Linked DNA regions of Cricetulus griseus: region 2 is linked to region 1. The links are chromatin contacts, called in public Hi-C maps. All regions are on one chromosome and are shown on one strand. Each heading gives the region's core, a stretch centred on a gene start, on an enhancer-like site or on the middle of the called end of the contact. The rest is flanking DNA. Distances are from core to core; before and after follow the strand shown. Region 1 has its middle 13 kb from the start of Jph3. Region 2 holds the start of Klhdc4 (kelch domain-containing protein 4).

The links. Hi-C and Micro-C count contacts between places; a contact is called where the count stands out from the background.
Region 2: a Hi-C map of the CHO-K1 cell line shows a contact between it and region 1, with 4 times the contacts expected there. The contact joins the promoter of Klhdc4 here to the enhancer-like site in region 1. A contact is called at or near these places in 2 of 8 Hi-C or Micro-C datasets (the CHO-K1 cell line and fibroblasts).

The regions. Positions count from the first base shown.
Region 1 is chr3:198,362,913-198,365,779 of CriGri-PICRH-1.0, forward strand. No RefSeq gene overlaps it. Among named protein-coding and RNA genes, the nearest start is that of Jph3, 13 kb to the right of the region's middle. Within about 2 kb of position 1,524, at least 3 of the 6 cell types and tissues checked have open chromatin away from gene starts, as enhancers often do. A contact at or near this core is called in the CHO-K1 cell line, where this site is marked.
Region 2 is chr3:198,477,715-198,480,581 of CriGri-PICRH-1.0, forward strand. It overlaps Klhdc4 (kelch domain-containing protein 4), which reads right to left and starts at 1,518. Exons shown (of 12, transcript XM_027410698.2): 1 at 1,337-1,518. The coding sequence starts at 1,435. It also overlaps the pseudogene LOC113835147.

The DNA of each region.
Region 1 (2,867 bases), core at 274-2,773:
GGGTGCTGGAGCAGGTGTAGCTCAGGCTCTTCCTCCTGGGATATAGGCAGGAAAGCTCCTTCCCATACATGGGACCCTTACTCGGGCCACACCCTAGTCACAGTGAAGCTATAGCTGGCCTCCTGTCTTTGATCCCTGGCTTGTATTATTTGAGGAGCAGGTGGGAGGCCATTCTGCTCTCACAAAGCCTTCTAAGGAGATGGATGCTTCTCTCCCCACAACTCCCCATATCTGAGCCCAACTTTGTTTCTCTCTTGTTTGGAGATAAGATCTCATTCTTTAGCTTAGGGTAGCCTCATAATAATCTTCCTGTTTCATCCTTCCAAACCCTGAGATTACAGGTTTGAGCCACTATGTTTGGCTCTGAGTTCAACTTTGGCAAGTTTCCCGTGACCTCAATGTAGTCACTACACTGGGATGCCTGGACATCAGGTGGGCGGGTTACCATCTGCCGGCCTTCTCATTCATCTCTTGGAATCAGCCAAGCTCAGCTCCTCCCCTGGGATTGGAACTCTGGCCTTGTTCTCCTACTTCTAAAACTCTTCCCCAGGGCTGACCCTCAGAACTTTTGGAGAGAAAGAAAAAACACTAGGGCCAAAGGGTGCTCAGTCAGCAAGGTGCTTGCTGCATAAATGTAAGGACCCAAGTTCAATCCCCAGACCACTTGGGAAAAAAATCTGATATGGGAGTGTACGCCTATAATCCTAGCACTGGGGAGGCAGACACAGGGTATCTCTGGGGCTCAATGGTCAGCCAGCCTAGCTTAACTGAAAATCTCCTGATCCTAGTGAGAGAACATGTCTTAAAAACAAAGTGGACAGTTCCTAAGGACAACTCCTGAGTTGCCCTCTGACCTTCACATGCTCATGGACCTGCACAGTCATCTAAACATCCCCCCCCCAATACACAACAGTGAAGAAGAGAACACCAGGTCTGGTCTCTCCAGGAGACAGAGGTTATGTCTTAGTAGCTTGTTAGTCCTGCCTGCTCCTGCTGTTGTGTGCAGAAAGTCCACCTCTCTGAAGCTCTCATCTAGGGTCCTTACATTGCTCCTCACCCTACCCCAGAGCCTTCTAAGGCTGCCTCACTGCCCAGAGATGAGGGGTCCTGGGCCCTTCTGTTAGTGATGGCTTATATTCAGAGGCATGTGGTGAATGTCATCTGTCACAGGAAACGTGTGTGACTGTGTACAGTTGCATCAGCATCACACCTCCTAGGGATAGGGAGGTCACAGAGCTGCCTCAGAGGTTTGCTGGAAGTTGGTTGTTAATGTTAAACGCTGTGAAATTTCTCTTTTTTTTGGAGACAGAAAATGCCCCAAAGTCAAAAATATCAATGGTTCAAACGGAAAGTAAAAAACAAAACAAAACAAAAAACCTACCTGAACAGAAAGCCTTCTAAACACAGAGAATACAGGGGCATGTGCAGTCAGGAGTCAATTGGCACAGCACTGGGTAGGCATAGGCTCCCAATGCGCGGCTGTGCCTGCAAGACAGATACTGCAGTTGCAGTGTTACTCTTGGGCCAGAGGGTGTCTCCCTCGAGCTGTGAGCCTCTGCGAGCCTGTTCAACAAGCCACCAGAGAACCAGGGCCGCAGGCTCCAGCCCCTACTGAGACCTCACTTAGCTAGTGGGAATCTTCTATCACCCAGCATCAGTCTCTGTCCCTCTCTGGAACTGGTCAAGTTCAGATACTGGATACACAAATAACCAGGCAGACCTGGAAGCTGATGGCAGAGTTTCAGACGTCATGGAGAGGGCAGGAGCCGAGCCCGGACATGAGCAGTGTCCAAGAACCGGCAATCACATGTCTGGCCTGGCTACTGACATGCTGCTCTGGGTGCTGCCTATACCAGGCTTCCTGTATGACAGGTGGTGGGAAAGAAGCCGTCCGTGTGGGACACGTAGGGTCCAGTCTGTGAACGGACTGCAGTAGTGCAGCAGCCTGGGTCTCAGCAGGACCAGAGAGTCGGCGAGCGAGCTACAGGGTCTAGCCGACCCTGTTGTGTGCTGGAGGCTGTGCTAATTTATAGTGAGTGGACCACAGGCAACAGACAGCAGCTGCACAAACTGTTCATGCCCTTTGGCCTGGACATTTGTGGTTAAGAATTGGTAGAAGCAGAACTGGCAAGGTTGCTCAGTGGGTAAATATGCTCAGACTTGTCACCAAGACTGATGATCTGAGTTTAACCCCCCAGAACTCACACAGTGGAAGGCGAGAACTGACTCCTCAGGTTGCCCTCTGACCTCCACACTCCCACCACCCAAATAAATTACATAGAACAGTTGGCAAGGAGCAATTGGATGTGTATGTGAAGCCTTCAGGACAGTAACTTGGTGCGATGGAGCTGTGACTGTCGTCTGTAAGCACAGGGGACATTCTCACTTCATGTGGGACGTGGCTGCGTTGATAGAGGAGACACAGAAGCTCTGACTTGGCAGAGTTTGGAGTTAATTGTTTCCATGTCTCCTGTCCTCACCAGCTATCTCCACTGCCTCCCTGGACAGCGTGCCCAATGCAGTACAGGTCAGCACGTGAACAAGCATCATCATTTCACACACACACCACACACACACACTCACACACCACACACCACACACACTCATACACACACTCCCACACCACACACCACACACACATGCACACCACACACATACTCACACACATTCAACACACTCACACCACACACTCACACACACACACTCATACACACACCACACACTCACAACACTCTTACACACTCACACAGACACTCATACACATACCCACACACCACACACACACTCACCACACACTCACACACACAACATACTCACACTCACACACACACACTCACCACACACTCACACACACAACATACTCACAT
Region 2 (2,867 bases), core at 268-2,767, 110 kb after region 1:
TACATAATAAATAAAAAAAAATCTTAAAAAAAAAATTCCAGGACTACCTGTCTAGGTACAGAACTGCCCACAGTGTAGATCCTTCTACATCAATTACTAAGCAAGACAATACCCCCACAGACTTGACAAGCCAATTTTTAAATGTATTATTTTATGTGTGTAGGTGTTTTGTCTGAATGTTTGTCTGTGCACCATGTTCAAAACTGGTGCCCACAAAGGCCAGACAGATGTGAGCCACCATGTGGGTGCACAGAATCAACCCGGGATCCTCTGAAAGACCAACAAATGCCCTTAACAGCCAAGCCACCTCCCCAGCCCCCTACAGGCCAATGTTATGGATCTATTTTCTCAACTGAGGTTCCCTCTTGCCAGGTTATTAGGATGGGAGCCCAGGAAATCCTGTGCCTGGAAAACTACTGGGCATACCCTGGACATCACAACTGCCCCATGTGAGAAAGACCTATGAGAAGAGCAAGTAAGGTGCGTAGCCCGAAGTTCAGAGCTGATCCATCTACAGTTCCTGGGATAATGGGGGTGTATGGAAATAGGATAGTGGAGCCACCAACAGTTCCAGCCACGTGCTTTTAGTCCCAACACTCCGGAGGCAGAGGCAGGTGAATCTTTATGTTCAAGGCTAGCCTGCTCTACAGAGCGAGTTCCAGGACAACCAGAGCTACACAGAGAAACTTTGCCTCGAAAAAAAATTAAAAATTCTACTTGTGGCTCACTTCCTAAGGCTGCTGGAGGAATATCTGCTCTCTTTTGGAGAAAAAAATAATAATAATAAGCACAGTACAGTTAAGACTTTAGGCCGGGCGGTGGTGGCGCACGCCTTTAATCCCAGGTCTCCAGAGGCAGAGGCAGGCGGATCTCTGTGAGTTCGAGGCCAGCCTGGTCTCCAGAGCGAGTGCCAGGATAGGCTCCAAAGCTACACAGAAAACCCCTGTCTCGAAAAACAAAACAAAACAAAAAACAAAGACTTTAGTCACAGAACGCACACCTGAACAAAGTAGGAGTCACTCAACTCCAGGTTCTCCTCCTCTACTAAACCCCACCACGCTGCTTCCCTCTACAAGGAAGGGAAGCAAGCAAAACCGAACGGCATCCGGAACAGATCTAATCTTCAAAGGAAGAGTGGGAGAGAGCGACCGGGCAAACGAGGAGTACCAGTGCTGCGGAGAGGCACGGGAGAAACGGAGAGGCCCAAGGGTGCTGGGCTCGGCGCAGGCCCGCCACCCGCAGACCCCGGGCACAACTCCGGCTCCCGGTCTCACGCCTGCAGTCCCAGGGCACGCCACGCCTCCCTCCACGGCCCGTCCCTCCGAGCCCCGCTCACCTCCTCCTTCCGAGAGCGCTTGGACACCTTCTTCTCCATCTTGGCGGCCGTCTTTTCCGCGCCGCGGCCCTTCTTCTCTTTCTTGCCCTTCTTACCCATCACGCCAGTTCTTAAGCGGCACCAGGGAACCACCGAAGGAGCAAGAGGCGTTCTGCCCAGCCGGAAACCAGCGGCACGCTAAATAAAGGTCACTTCCTGTCCGTTTCTCTGGTGTTCCGTCAAGCAGCCGACTCCAGGAATACTTTGGGTCCGCCAGCCGGTGCGTCCCGCCAGCCGGTGCATCTCAGGCCTCTCTTATACATGGCTGGCTGCTCCTGGGTACAGTAGCTAATTGGGTGTCTCGAGGTCTCATTCCTCACAGACATTTCCACTCACTTAGGGGATTCCTGACCCGAGTTAAGGCAGCCCCATTCCCTACCCCATGTAAAATGCTCCAGGCACTGTCAGGCTCTCGAGGCACTGTGCTGAGCGAGAGAACAGTCTTTGCCCTTCTGCTGGCGTGGTTCCACTGGACGGACCGACATGTCTATCCACTGGGAGGCCCGGGCTGGTGATGTCAATCTAGCCTTCCAACGGTTTATGGTATGACAAATATGTGATAGGAAATTAATCTCAGGACAGCATCCAAAGCCCAGAGAAACCCTGTCTCGGGAGAAAAAAAAGGGGGGGGGGGTTATCTCCAGAATTTGACTCAAATGGCAGAATGGAAGACGGATCCTGCGGTTTAAAAGAGCAGAGTGAAATGCTCATTGCCTAGAGGGTGTCATCTTTGGGCTGCACTCAAGGAATGACGCAAAGCAAGGACAAGGGCAAGCAAAATATCAGCAAAGGGAACACAAATTATCCTCCTTCTCTGTGGAAATGCTGCCAAAGCACAGCCTTTAAAGAAACTGCCTCGAATCTGGCCAATCACTTATCACTGAAGCGCTAAGCAGACGTGAGCTCCCAACTCACTCCAGATTTTTCATAAACCTAATTCTTGAGAAGAAAAGTTACTTTTGAGGAAAACAACGACGTTGTGTGATTTTTTTCCCGAAAAGATACACAGAAACAACTTTCCACCCCAAATAGGACATCAAAAGATAAAAGAAATGTGCTCCTTTTGGCAGCAGATACACTAGAATTGGAGCAATACGGGGATTAGCATGGACCCCACGAAAGGGTGACATGCAAATTCGTGAAATGTTCGTATTTTTCAAAGCTGAATTGAGATTATTATCCTCAGAAAGCTCTTCTGGGCTAGAACCTATCTGCAGTGCTGTCCTAGGTGTGCATCCGCCAACAACCCTACCTCACTTCCAAGGGAAAAGCCAGTCAGGACAGTATTTTTGCCAGTCAAAAGCCATTGGTTTTGGGGGTTATCTAGGGGGTGTTTGGGGAGGGGAAAGAACCTGATCAAGATATATTGTATGGGCCGGGAGTTGGTGGCGCACACCTTTAATCCTAGCACTCGGGAGGCTGAGGCAGGCAGATCTCTGTGAGTTTGAGGCCAGCCTGGTCTACATAGCGAGTGCCAGGATAGGCTCCAAAG